Linked DNA regions of Gossypium hirsutum: region 1 is linked to region 2. Evidence: chromatin contacts called from public Hi-C data. All regions are on one chromosome and are shown on one strand. The core of a region is the stretch at or near the end of the contact, and the rest is flanking DNA. Distances in the headings are between cores, read along the strand shown.

What was found. A called contact is a pair of places that touch in the nucleus more often than the background predicts.
Region 1: a contact with region 2 is called in a Hi-C map of leaf, with 1.8 times the contacts expected there. The contact joins the promoter of LOC107898927 here to the promoter of LOC107898360 in region 2. A contact is called at or near these places in 2 of 34 Hi-C or Micro-C datasets (both in leaf).

The regions. Positions count from the first base shown.
Region 1 is chrD04:52,629,092-52,632,752 of Gossypium_hirsutum_v2.1, forward strand. LOC107898927 (BTB/POZ domain-containing protein At3g22104) reads right to left here and starts at 1,791. Exons shown (of 3, transcript XM_016824498.2): 1 at 1,462-1,791; 2 at 444-1,330; 3 at 1-362. The coding sequence starts at 1,540.
Region 2 is chrD04:52,236,550-52,240,351 of Gossypium_hirsutum_v2.1, forward strand. It overlaps LOC107898360 (germin-like protein 9-3), which reads left to right and starts at 1,388. Exons shown (of 2, transcript XM_016823866.2): 1 at 1,388-1,480; 2 at 1,702-2,514. The coding sequence starts at 1,388. The coding sequence ends at 2,352.

The DNA of each region.
Region 1 (3,661 bases), core at 541-3,040, 390 kb after region 2:
GTTAATACTTTGGCTTTCATGATTTTGGCCATTTGGTTCTGCATTTTCTTACACACTTTCTCCAATTCCATCACCCTCCATTGCATCCCTTTTAATTGTGCTCTGAGCTTTTCATTGTAAACTACAACTTGTTCCCTGCCCCTATCTTCCTTTGCGGTGAAATCCGTATAATGCTTGGCATTGTGCATGCCCTCAAGCAAGTTCTTAAGCTTCCATTGCTGTGAAATAAGAGCTTGCACTGCGCTTGTTGATGGGAATTTTGTGTTTTGAGAAAGGTGCATGCAGGCCTCGCTAGAGAGCTTCTTATAGTTCAATCCACCACAGATCTTCATTTTTTCTTCTTTAGACAACCCTGTATGAACCTACTGAAAGCATATTTAATCCAAATGAACAAAAAAAAGTACATATATAAGGAACCTTTTATAAATGATATCAAAGTCTACCTCCAAATAAATGTCCATGGCATGGTACAATTCATCCCATGAGTCCCTGGCAGAATCCGGCAGCACCATTACCAAAGCTGAAAACTTGGATGATTTTAGGCAACGATCCGGAGCTACTTCTGTTATATACAGATCTATCAAGCTAGCTACCTTTTTCATTCGTATCGGAGATGATTCCGAGCCTCCTTCACGTAAAAATGCCTTGAGGAACCTAAGAACAAGGTTTACATCATACAGATAACTTCTCCCATATGATGGAATTAGGAGATTGTCTATTGTTGCTTGATCTAGTTGAGAACCTATCATACTCTCCAACTTGTTCCTGCAACTTTTGCTTATGTTGGAACGCAGCACCGGACGAAGAACGCCAAACAAACTCTTGCACGAAATAGAACTCGGATCAAGAGTGTAAAGCATATCGATCACAATTTCTAGAACTTCACGTTTCTCATCCGATGAGGCCGTATAAAACTTCGACTTCTGGTAATAGAAGAGGAAACCACTGACGATGACATGATTGTACCCCCGAGACACCATAGATTTCACCAGCATTTCAATCAAATTGGGACTCAATGCCGAAAGGTCTTCGAACCACCAAGTTGCTCGAAAGAGGCCTTTGTTCGAGCTCTGGGTACTCCTAGTATTGAACGAAATCCGAAGCCCTGAGCTATCTGGAGGAGAAGTAGATGCACAAGGGGTTACTTCACTAGCCATGGCAAGCCTCCCAACAAGTGAATCCAAGCATTTCTCAAGTACACCAGAAGAGGTAGCAGTCCGCGGTGAATCTTGGTAATGCTTCAAAGCAACCAAAAGATCGGACCATGCCCAAAAACTGAGCTCATCAATGGAGTCCTTGGTTTTTTGTAATAGATTACAGCTCCCTGTCCCTGAGACAGAAATGTTCATCTCCATGGATTCAGCAGCAGAAAATATGGCAATACAACAACAATGGACAAATTATTAAAGAAAACATAAAAAGTATAGCAATGATAAAAATTAGGATTCCATTTGATGCTACCTAACCAGACTCTTGGTTTGTCCTCAAGCATGCTTGTCGGCATGTACCGGGGTATCAGCAATGGAATAGGATCCTCCATCCCGAATTCAAATAATCCAAAAACAAGAATGAACCAAGAAAAGAGTAAAAAGGAGGATCAGAAATGAAGATGTCAATGTTAACAGTAATTCATGTTTAATGCTATGAAAGCAACCCTTAGTCCTTTCCCAAAATCACCCAAAACTACAGCAATAAATAAGAAAAAAAAAGGGGGGGGGGAAGTCTTGAACAAAGAGAGAAGGGGAAAAAAAGGGAAAATCTACTTATATGACCCACATGTAGATGGGAAATTAAATGATAATGGTACAGAAGAAGATAGTATCTATAGATTCCACATTTCTGAAAGGGCAAGAATCAAAAGAATATAAATATGATGGATTATGAATCACAATCACCCCAAACATTTATTCCCAATTTTAGTTCAAGCAATCTGGCATTATAAATAATTGAATCAAATCAGGAAAATGGCGAATCAAACATTTTGTTTTTCCTCCAATTATGATAATCACAAGTATCGTTTTGACTTTTGTGATAAGAATTTAGAAATGTACTGAAAAAATGGTGTAAGAGGTCAGACCGAACCAGACGTTCAAAGCTACAGTAATATAATTATTTTTTTGATTTGCTGGCTTTACTTGTCTCTTGTTCCCTGTTTCTCGCTGCCAGTATCTAGACCCGTGCATAGGGTTGACAAAGATATCCTTAAAATCCAAGTTAATTTATATTTTAACTCAATAACGTTATTTAAACTCTCGAGTGGATGTTACAAATTAAGTGGATATTAACTTAGTTAAAAAATTATGAAGATGTCTTTTTATAATACCATTAGAAGATATTTTTATTTTTTTACTTTTTAAAAAATCAATAAAAATATGCATATGAGAAGAATTAAACCCCAGGTCAAATATATTAATAAAGCATTTAATTTACCAATTAACTAAAACTTTATTTTAATATTTCTTTACATTTTATTTTTATTATTTATATTTTATTACCTCCCTCAGTTGTATATCTATATTATTAATAAAACTTCTGACTGAGTTGATGTCAATACCAACTCGATTAAGAAATTATGGAAATATCTTTCCATAATTAAAATAAATTACATTATTTGAGGGTATTTAAGTATTTTTATTTTAATATCGTATTATACATTTTATTATTTATTGCATCTTATTTTTAAACATATATTTGTATTCTAAATATGTGGGAAGATTTTTAGAATATTTTGTTTGATTTTTTTTAATTTATCATTTATCAGGGACATTAAGGCGTTAGGTACAATTGTAATTATAAAAAATATAATTAGAATTACTCATCGAGGTGGTGAGTTAGGGGAATAGGCATGGGCTTTCTTTCTCAAAATAAAAAATTGTTCATTTAGTCCTTCTAAAATTGGTAAAACTTTAAGTTAATCCAATAATAAAATTGTATTTTGACATTCCAAAATTAAAAATTCAATTCTGAGTTCTGACCCCTCCAACTATGAAAATTTTATAATTTAAACCTTTGAGAAATTGTAAGATTTTACGTTATAAAATTATGCTTTAGCTCTCTTAAAAAAATATAATTCAAATTTGGTTTCACAGAAAAAAAAATTGACTCCACCATTAATCAACCATTATAAGGCATGATCAAACATATAATCAAAATATGTTCGAATAAAGTCAGCATACATTGTGACTTAAATTAAAATAAAATTTAGAGAGAACTTGCATATGGTAGGATTTCAACCTAAAATTTTAAAGGTGTTGTAACAGTCTGTTTTTTAGTGGTATCGAAAATGGTGGTTTTGGGACCCTATATTCCAACAATCGAGTCAGTAAATATTATTTTTCAATATTTATGAGTCTATAATAGAGTTATATTGAATTTTGATTTGATAAATTTGTTAATTGAAAAGTTAGTTAAAGTACAAGTGGTGCGACCCTAAAGTCAGTAATTTTGGAAAATGAGGTATCGGGACCTCATATCCGTAAACCAAGCCTTAAATATTTATGGAGTTGTTATTTAGGTGAATTGAATTTTAGATAGGTAATTTTTCCGAATTAGTGACTAATTAATGTACAATGACTAAATCGTAACAACCGTAAAAGTTACTTGTTATTGATTTTTAGTGATTAAAAAGACTTTAGTAGTGATTTTTAAGGACTTAAATGGA
Region 2 (3,802 bases), core at 138-2,637:
GAAGCAAATCGACAGAAGAGATTCATACTCAATTCAATGAAGTCTGCTCGCAACCCGGAGATTTGAAACCAAAGGTTTGGACAGATTCACTTGCACTACAAACCCTGCAAACTGGCCCCTCGATCCCTTGTCCGTTTGGAAATCAACTTTGACTACCTTTCCAATCAAACTCCCAATCTCTTGCAGTAGGCTCCTTTTATATAGAGCTCCAAAGAGCCCTAGAATACGGACCCAAGCCACACACTTAGTGGAAAATCCTCAAGAGTTGAAAATTGAGTCGACCAAGACTGAATGGTCAAATAATGTCCGAAGATCACCCATGGACCCTTTGAAACAACATTATTGTAGTCCAAGTCAGATTCAAACTTCGCCAAATAATAGTCGTTATCGATATTATGGGAATCTCATCTTAGGTTTCCACAAGGCACACACCTTGTTCCATAAGGCGTTATATCCAATTTTCCTTCCCAGCAACTTGACTACTAGTGTCTTCGACATGCTCTTTCTAGCAAGTCCATAAACCCTGTCCGAAAACTCAATTGAAGGCACTCCATCAACGACATCTTTCCTCACATCATCTTCTCGATGATCCAAATCATCCACTTCCCACTCATCATCCATGGTATTATTCATGGGACCTGTATTAAGAACAGCATCCTTAAACGAGAATGGTTTGGACATTCCTGCACCCAAAGTTTCCAAATCTCCTCCTTCATCCGATGGCTCCTCCTCTCGACACCGGACTTTCTTCGAAATCCTACCAGGCACCGTAACCGGTTGTTCACTCATAATACATTTTTTATTAAATGATTTTTGTTCAAACCTGAGTAATTAATGATATTTAAATTGTGATCATGATGAAATTGAGTTGAATAACAAATGGGTAATGTAGAAGCAAGTTTGAACAAGTGTTAGTAAGGAAATCATTGTTGAGTTATTAGGGAATTATATGTAGGAATTAAGAACTATATAATGATAATTTAAAATTTTTAGAATATAATGATTAAGTCGGAATTAGATACGAATGAGTGATTTAAAATAATTTCGGATGGTTACGTAAAATTCATTTCTAAGGACTTTATTTGCACGATTATTTGTTAGTTTGAGTAAAAATGACATGATCATTATAACCTCTCATCTATATTAATTTAGATGAATAAATAGAAAATATTCACTTACAATTCTGAAAGCCAATAAGAGATTCATTTTACAACCTACATGATGTCACAATTTTTTTCCATTTTCTAAATAATTAATTGGGGAATCTGAATCCATCCCAATTGAAGTTTAATTTGGATAAAAGAACCTTCACACAAAAAAGGGGACCGTACCCTGAGGACAAACTACAACTCATTTTGCTTTGGCAACAAATATAATAATAATAATAATGCTTGATTCTTCCACTCTTTTTACCCTAATCAACAACAAGAAGCAAAATGTGACAACTAAGCTGTTGGGAATATCTCCGATCAATTATTCTGTATATTGAAGGATAAGGATATATAGGAATTTGGGTAAACTTCATAGTTCTTCACGTCTTTTAACATCCTAAATTCCAACCCAACCCACGTACAAGCACAAGGGACTTAGTAATCTTCACCTGTTGCAATATCACCAAATTTGTCTTGCAACAAAGCCATTACACTTAATTCAACTCTATAAATACACCACCATCCTTCAAACTTGAACCATCCCATCCAGGCAGGCACCACATTCCCTAATTTTTCTAACACGGCTTCAAGGATTTCCACCATGAAATTGCTTTCCCTTGTGTTATCTTCATTTGTCATTGTTCAAATAGCCCTGGCTGGTGATCCTGATATTCTTTCTGATTTTTTAGTCCCTAACCAAAACAACGTTGATGGAAGCTTCTTCACGTACACAGGGATGCGAGTCCTCGTCAACCAAAGCACCTTCCCTGCAAATTTCACGATCCTGAAAGCTAGCATGGTGGAATTCCCAGCACTAAATGGTCAAAGTGTGTCCTACGCCGTTCTTCAATACCCTGCAAGCTCTCTCAATCCTCCACACACTCATCCTCGTGCGGCCGAGCTGCTTTTCCTCGTTGATGGGAGCCTGGAAGTTGGTTTTGTCGACACAACAAACAAGCTTTTCACTCAGAGTCTACAAGCCGGCGACATGTTTATCTTTCCTAAAGGGTTAGTGCACTATCAGTACAATGCGGATCCCAATAACCCAGCTATCGCGATTTCTTCGTTTGGAAGTGCAAATGCAGGAACCGTATCGCTCCCTAAGACCCTTTTTGCCACCAACATTGACGACACTATATTGGCTAAATCCTTCAAAACCGATGTTTCCACCATTCAAGCTCTCAAGGCTGGTCTTGCATGATTCCATTTGTCTTTAAAACTTTTTCGTTGTTTTATTGTGATTTTGTATTGAAATTTACCATCTACTTTTGGTCAGAGGTTCATGTGTTTTGCATTCTGAACTAAATTGGTTTGTCTCCAAATGTTTGTTGTACTAAAATCTATGTGGTAATTGTTTATTTAAATCGACTTTTTATTTAAAACGAAAATGGGAGTCGCGACCAATCACTTTTGAGAGGCGTAATCCGGTTACTTCGAAATTTGATTGTTTCAATGAAAGGTTTGATTTATTAAAACAATGTTTTTCGGTCTACAAAAATCCAAAAAAATGAGTTCGGGAGTCAGTTACGCACGAGGAAGGATTAGCACCCTCGTTACGCCCAAAATTGGTACCTAATTGATTACTTGATGTTTTTAGTGTCGAAAAATAAAAATTTGAAGAGATTTAGAAAACGACCCCACTTTGTATAATGTTATTATTTAAACCGCTTGCATAAATCAAAATATATATAAAAGGCTCTCTTATCTCGAGGTAACAAAAAATCACGTCCCGTAAGTTAGGATACGACATCTCGAATCCTCGAAAAGGAGCTCGCTCTTTAAAATGCTATTTAAATCTCATGTGTTTAAATTTTAAGAGGAATGTTCGATTATCTTGGTTCAAAGAGAAAGTCGAACCCCGTAAGTTAGGGCACGACCTTTCGAATATCCAAATATGAAACATTATCTTAATTTTAAAAATTTCTTTTTATACATCGAGCAAAAATTAATGTAACACTTAAAATGATATATATTTAATTTATTCGGGTATGGTATAAAACGGCCAAATACGTTTAAGTGTAACACTTGACACGAATACTAGCACAATATAAGATAACGGGTAAAAAACGACGAATAATGCGTGATAAGATAGAAATGCAAACATTATGAATATAAAATAAGGGCAAAGAATAAATAGGTAAAATAATAAAAATGAAAAGTTGAAAATAAATAAATTGAGGGTTCAATTAGAATTAAAAATAAAATGTAAGGCATAAATTGTAAGATATAAGTAAATAGATAAATACGAAAATAAATAAAATAGAAATTATAAAAGGTAGAAATTAAATAAGCTAAGGATTAAATATACCCTTCGTCCAAAAACACACGGATCCTAGGGGGTCTTGGGTCGGATCTTGGCTCAAAAGCCCAAAACGACGTTTTTTTAGGATTACTGAAGCCGGCTACGTTGTTCAACATTGCCTATCTCAGTCAATTTTTTTAAAAAAAATCATTATGTTTTCATTAAAAAAAACCTGAGTGCTCTCTCATTTTCTGTTGTCTCCGCCGTGGCCGGAAAAATGCTTGTAGTCCATTTTTAATTTTTTTTAAAAAAAACCCATATCTAAGTGTCGAAACCGCTTTTCGAAAACAAAAAAAAAATTTAGTTTCGACTTAAAAATGAAAATTAGAGTCGCCACCGATCCTTTATT